Regions from separate parts of the Mus musculus genome. Here region 2 is linked to region 1. A link is a contact called in public HiChIP or PLAC-seq data. All regions are on one chromosome and are shown on one strand. Each heading gives the region's core, a stretch centred on a gene start, on an enhancer-like site or on the middle of the called end of the contact. The rest is flanking DNA. Distances are from core to core; before and after follow the strand shown. Region 1 has its middle 11 kb from the start of Gm12865. Region 2 holds the start of Lincred2 (a long non-coding RNA gene).

Region 1 (2,787 bases), core at 126-2,625:
AGAGAGCTAGGTGGGAACCTCTCTCAGAGACCCCGCTGTTCCTACACCGTGTGTCCCCAAACAGCCTGCAGGGTGCTGGGCACCCAGCCAGGAAATCCGGTGCAAACCCTTGAAGCTGGCTGGCCTGGTGGAGGTGGGTTGGGCACCATCAACGTGACCAAAGAGTCCCCCCTGGGACAAGGCGGCTTCTGTGCAGTCCCAGTTGATCCCTTGGGGCTTCAAATCCCATCCGGCTGACTGGGCAGCGTGGGAACAAGTGGTATGGCTGGGGGCCTGTGGGTATGAAGGTGAGGGGCCCATGGGCTGAGAGCTGTACTCTGGACAGGGCTCCCAAGTTCCCAGTTAATCGTGAAGTTTTCATCAGACAGGGAAAAGCTGTATTATCAACTGATTTGTCCTAGCTCCCTGCTTGGTTAAAGCCATTACCTGAAATTAGGCACCATAATCAACTGTTTCCTTGAGAGTTAGATAGCATTTTATTCCCAATTGATAAACCAGAAATGAGAGGCTCAAAGAGTTCAACTAAGGTGGAAAGCTAGCTGGGTCTGCGGCTCTCTTCTGCCCTCCCCAAGCATGGAGTTAAGTGCAGGCAGCCAGCTAGCACGCTGGCTTTGCTCCTAGGTGATCACAAAACAGCTAGAGGGAAGCCTGCAGCACAAGGTTGGTGTGTGCTTAAGGTCTCCTTCCTGGTCTTTCTGTATGATGGATCCCATAAATGTATTCAGTCAATCTCTTGGTTAACAGCCATAGGGCCGGAGGGAGGAAACCAGATGAGAGCAGAGATGTAGGAGGAGAGAGTGGATTGGATGGAATCAAGGAAAGGGCTTCCCAGAAGTCTCTCTACTCTGTCCACACAGATGGAATGTCAGGACCCAAAGAAAGGGCCACAGTGGTGGAGATGTGCAGAGATCCACCCCAGCTCCTGGGAACAGAATAAGGAATTCCAGTTGCTGTTCTGGAACTAAAGGCCCGTACACATTCCGCGTCTCTTGTTTGTTATAGATGAGACAGTTTGGGATGGCAGAGGCATGGGGGTGGCCTGGGGTGGGAACGTGCATCTCTGTGGTAGTCTTATCTGTGCATGCCTCTGAGAAGGGACCTGCCACATCTTTGGAGCAACGGCTGGACGTGGCTCTGCGGGTCTGGGACGCTTCACCTTATTGGCATCTTTGTGATCTCTCCTGACCCCCGTGTTTCTGGCCAAACTCTTATCTGAAAATCTTGCATATATCTGGGTTTCTGCCCCTATCCCTGCTTTTTCTCCAGCTCCAAAGAATGCCGCTGTCCTGCCTGAATATGCAGAGGAATGTGGAGGGCAAGGGGAGAGGGTAGCACATGGCCCAGGCTGTTGGCCTACTGGCTATGGAAAACTACTGAGGCCTCCTGGAGCCCAGCAGGCCTGGCCAGACAGGCTCAGAGCCAGGCTCCACAGCAGTCGCTCTTCCAGGCCCCTCCCACTCTTTTCTCTGCAGCCTGGGGACCTGCTGAGATGGGTCCTGTAGTAGGCAAGCGAGCACGGCCTTTCCTCCCACCATCAGCCAGAAGGTCCGCCAGGCCTCTGCCCCTCCCTGGGCGTAGGCATCCCTGGGGGCAAAGAGAAGGGAGTGGGTTTTTTTTTTCCTCTGAAGTCCTTCCTAGGCCTGACATTCTCTTCATTCTGTGAAGGTTAAAGGACAAGTCTACCTTTGTTTCAAGGGCCTCCTGAAAGCAAGAATTCTAGACTCTCTGATCAAGAAAGGTTCCTTATGATAATCTGGTCTTACTCCCCCCCATGTTCTCAGATCCACGGTCTCCCCAAGTTAGCCCTCCATCACGGCTCTTTCAGCACAGGCAAGAAAAGCCGTTTTGTTTGGCTTGAAGGATATAAACGTTTTGACAGATGGAGGTAGGGTTGAACTGACAAGTACTTTAGATGGGGTGGGCGTAGGTAGGCAGGGGAGGGGTATGGCCAAGAGACAGAGCAAAGGTGGGTGGGTAGGTGGGGTAGCTGAAAAGGGTTTGAGCTACACAGAAGGGTTCTCAGATCCCGGGAGGATGGAAGGGCTGCTAGCCTATGGGTTGTTCTGCTCAAAGAGCCAGCTATGGATGCACAACAGGGTGGGAACTCTTGTGGCTAACTGTGCAAGCCTGATCCGCTCCCTTCTGTATGGTGCCCCTCTCGTCTCAGCTAAGAACAGCCTGTCTCTCTCGGGGTTGTGAAGGGTGAATAAGTACGTGAAGTCTAGGTACAGCCCTCCATATCTGATGTGGTGTAGGACGTGCTCAGTCACAGACACACACAATGGCAGGCCTGGCACTGGAACACATGCCTGCAGTCCCAGCAGGAGGCTGGAGACTCTGAAGGTCAAGGGTCAAGGTCATCCTCAGCTGTAGACTAAGTCTGAGGTAAGCCTTGGCTACCTGAGAACTTGTTTCAAAACTGAGGCCTTGTCTCAAAACCAAAACAAAACAAAGCAAGGGTGTGGAGACATGATGGCTCCGTGTTAGAAGTGTTTGCTGTTCCTGCAGAGGGCCCAGATCTGGGTCCCAGCACTGCCATGTGGCTAGCAATCTGTTGTATCTCCAGTTCCAGGGTATTTCTGACATTTCCTTTTGGCCTCCTCAGCCTCTGTATACACACGGTGCACTTACACCCATGCACACAGAATACACATAAACTAAAAGTAAATCTTTAAAACAAAGCCAAAACCCAAAATACAACCCCCAAACCAACCAACCAACTAACCAACCAACCAACCAACCAACCAACCACTCCTACCTCCTATATTTTTGACTAGTCCAGAGGTC
Region 2 (2,787 bases), core at 193-2,692, 42 kb before region 1:
TCCCATCTGCTTTGAGAGAGTTGCCTTCCTCAAGTGCTTGGTCCTTCAGGGAAGGAATTCACCCACTGAGGGGTCTTCCTGATATCTCACCCTTATGTTCTTGACTCACACAAAACCAGCCTCTCTCTTTCCCAAGATTGTCCTTAGGGAATGCTCGCAGAGATGGTGACCATCCACCTATTTTAGATTGCAGGGACGGAAGTCATGCCAGTGGTCTGGTCAATGTCCTTGTGTCTATTTCTCCTCTATTTGCATAACCCTCCTACACACACACACACACACACACACACACACACACACACACACACACACACACACACACGGAAAGACTTATATATATTTGTTGGTTGAATGATCACAACTATGTTTCCCCAGGTTAAATATTTCCACTTCCACCTCCAAGCCACCACCCTCCATTTTTTTTTTTTTTTTTTTTTTTTGAGCAACTGTGCCTTTTCAGAAAGGACTGGTTGGCATAAGAGAATGATGTATGGATGCTTACAAGTTAATAAACAGAGGCATTCCTTTTTTTTGTTTGTTTTTTTTTGTTTGTTTTTTTGGTTTTTTTGTTTTTTGTTTTTTTTTTTTGGTTTTTCGAGACAGGGTTTCTCTGTGTAGTCCTGGCTGTCCTGGAACTCACTCTGTAGACCAGACTGGCCTCAAACTCAGAAATCTGCCTGCCTCTGCCTCCCAAGTGCTGGGATTAAAGGCATGTGCCACCACTGCCGGACTGGAGGCATTCCTCTTACAAGCATCCTTTCCCCTGGCCTCCTCTGCCTTGTCTCTTACAACTGCACAGCTGACATCCTGATAGAAGACAACAAATGCTGTAAAGGTGGTCTAGCCTGATCCCAGCACTTGGGAAGCAAAGGCAGGCTGATCTCTAAGAGTCTGAGAAACTCCTGATCTTTGTGGTAAATTCCAGGCCAGCTAAGGGCTACATAGTGAAACCCTGTATCAAAACAAGAAAGCAAATAACAAGCAAACAGCAAAAACAGAAACGAAGAGGGAGAAAAAGCTCGGAGCCCTGTATTGTGTAGAGGAGGCTGAGTGGGGACCAGAAGCCAGGCAGGGAGGTGCAGGTGTGTAGGTTCCCACTTCTGGAACCAGTTAGGGCAGGTTGCAAGTCCCAGCATCTCTACTCCAGGGCTGTGTGACCTGGCCAGGCTGTGATCTCCCTGAGCCTGCCTCCTCATCAATAAATAACACCTACCTCATACCTCCATGGCAGCTGAATCTCAAGACAAGACCTGGGGTGCTGTCATTAACAGATAACCCAGCACAGAGGGAAGGCTGGTAGTGGAGGTGATAGAGGGAGTTAGGAGCCCTACCGAGATGGGAGAGGCTGCTCTGTAGGGAGGAGCCCTGCTCAAGTCTCAGCTCTTCTGACAGGGGGTCACCTTGCGCAAGTGGCTTTCCTTTCCTGGGCCTCCTCTCCCTTATCTGACACAACAGAGGGGGAGGGTATGCTCTTCCTGAGGTGGCTGGAGGAATTTGTTGAGTGGGCAAGAACTCAGAGAGTTCCCAGAGTGGTGATGGGTCACCTCAGCCCATGTTTGTTTTCTGTCTCTTCACAAGTAGCATGGATGCTTGTGTCTCACGTGAATGGGGCAAGCTGGTTCCTGTGGACAGACACCCAGATGCGTCACTTAGGAGGTGAAAAGGGGGCACATTCAACTGGGAAGCAAGGACTGTGTGCTTTCAAGCAGGAACAGGTGCCCTAGGCCTTCCTGCCTCCCCCCTCCCCCACTTCTTCACAGTGTCCTTACTTTAGATTTGGGACTAACAAGAACTCACTCAGAACAATGCCAGTCCATGATTGGATGCTCATTAAATAAATAAATGAATGTTATAGAATAAAACTCACTCATTCTTTTCCCTGTTAACCAGTGGACATAAGTCATGAATCCTGCCTTTGTGAATAATTTAAAATTAACAAGCTAGGCATTGGGCCATGACTCACGCCTTTAATTCTAGCACGCAGGAGGCAAAAGCAGGTAGATCTCTATGAATTTGAGGCCAGCCTGATCTACATAATGAGTTCGGGGCCAGCCAGGGCTACATAGTGAGATCTTGTCTCAAACAAATAATTTAAAAAATAAATACATATCAAGCCTAGAAAATGCAGCTGACTGAAAAGAACAGAACCAGCTCCAAGAGACTTAAACACCAGCCAAAGAGCTTACAAAGACTGGACCTAGCCCCCATCTCCAGCCCAACCTACACAATGTGGAGCAGCTTGGTCTTCATGCAGGTCCCCCAACTACTGGAGCTGGGGTTGTCCCTGACAACTCTGTTGCATGCCTGTAGATCCTGTGCTCCTAACTGGGCTACGTTGTCTGGTGTCAGTGGGAGAGATGAACCTAGTCCTGCAGTGACTTGAGGTGCCAGAGTGGATTGGGACCCAGGTGGGGACTGTCCCCTTCTCAGAGGTGATGGAGGAGGGGCGGTGGAAGGGGGAGAATGGTAGGCGGGGCTGCAATCAGGATGTAATGTGAATAAATTATCCCCACCCCTGGGGGAGGGATAATCATTTGTTATCTGATTCTTTTTCTACCTTTTCTTCAAGACAGGGTTTCTCTGTGTAGCCCTGGCTATTCTGGAACTCACTCTGCAGACCAAGCTGGCCTTGAACTCAGAGATTATCTGAACTCTTCTAGGCTCTCTTCTAAGTAAATCCAGTTAAATACCCACCAAGAAGCATTGTTTCCCAGCTGGCTTTCTCTTCCTTTTCACTTAACATTATGTGGGGCTGGAGAGAGGGTGTGGCGGTTAAGGGCACTTGCT

What was found. HiChIP or PLAC-seq counts read pairs in DNA pulled down with a chosen protein or histone mark.
Region 2: a contact with region 1 is called in an H3K27ac HiChIP or PLAC-seq map of embryonic stem cells, with 14 read pairs. The contact joins the promoter of Lincred2 here to the enhancer-like site in region 1. A contact is called at or near these places in 1 of 15 datasets of contacts at CTCF or cohesin (CD8 T cells), 8 of 484 Hi-C or Micro-C datasets (the AML12 cell line, cerebral cortex, embryonic stem cells and 2 more), 9 of 115 datasets of contacts at active chromatin or transcription factors (cardiomyocytes, embryonic stem cells, fetal liver and 2 more) and 1 of 9 other capture datasets (embryonic stem cells).

The regions. Positions count from the first base shown.
Region 1 is chr4:119,007,344-119,010,130 of GRCm38.p6, reverse strand. No RefSeq gene overlaps it. Among named protein-coding and RNA genes, the nearest start is that of Gm12865, 11 kb to the right of the region's middle. Within about 2 kb of position 1,375, at least 66 of the 459 cell types and tissues checked have an H3K27ac peak or open chromatin away from gene starts, as enhancers often do. A contact at or near this core is called in cerebral cortex, embryonic stem cells and forebrain, where this site is marked.
Region 2 is chr4:119,049,661-119,052,447 of GRCm38.p6, reverse strand. It overlaps Lincred2 (a long non-coding RNA gene), which reads right to left and starts at 1,442. Exons shown (of 4, transcript XR_868064.2): 1 at 1,214-1,442.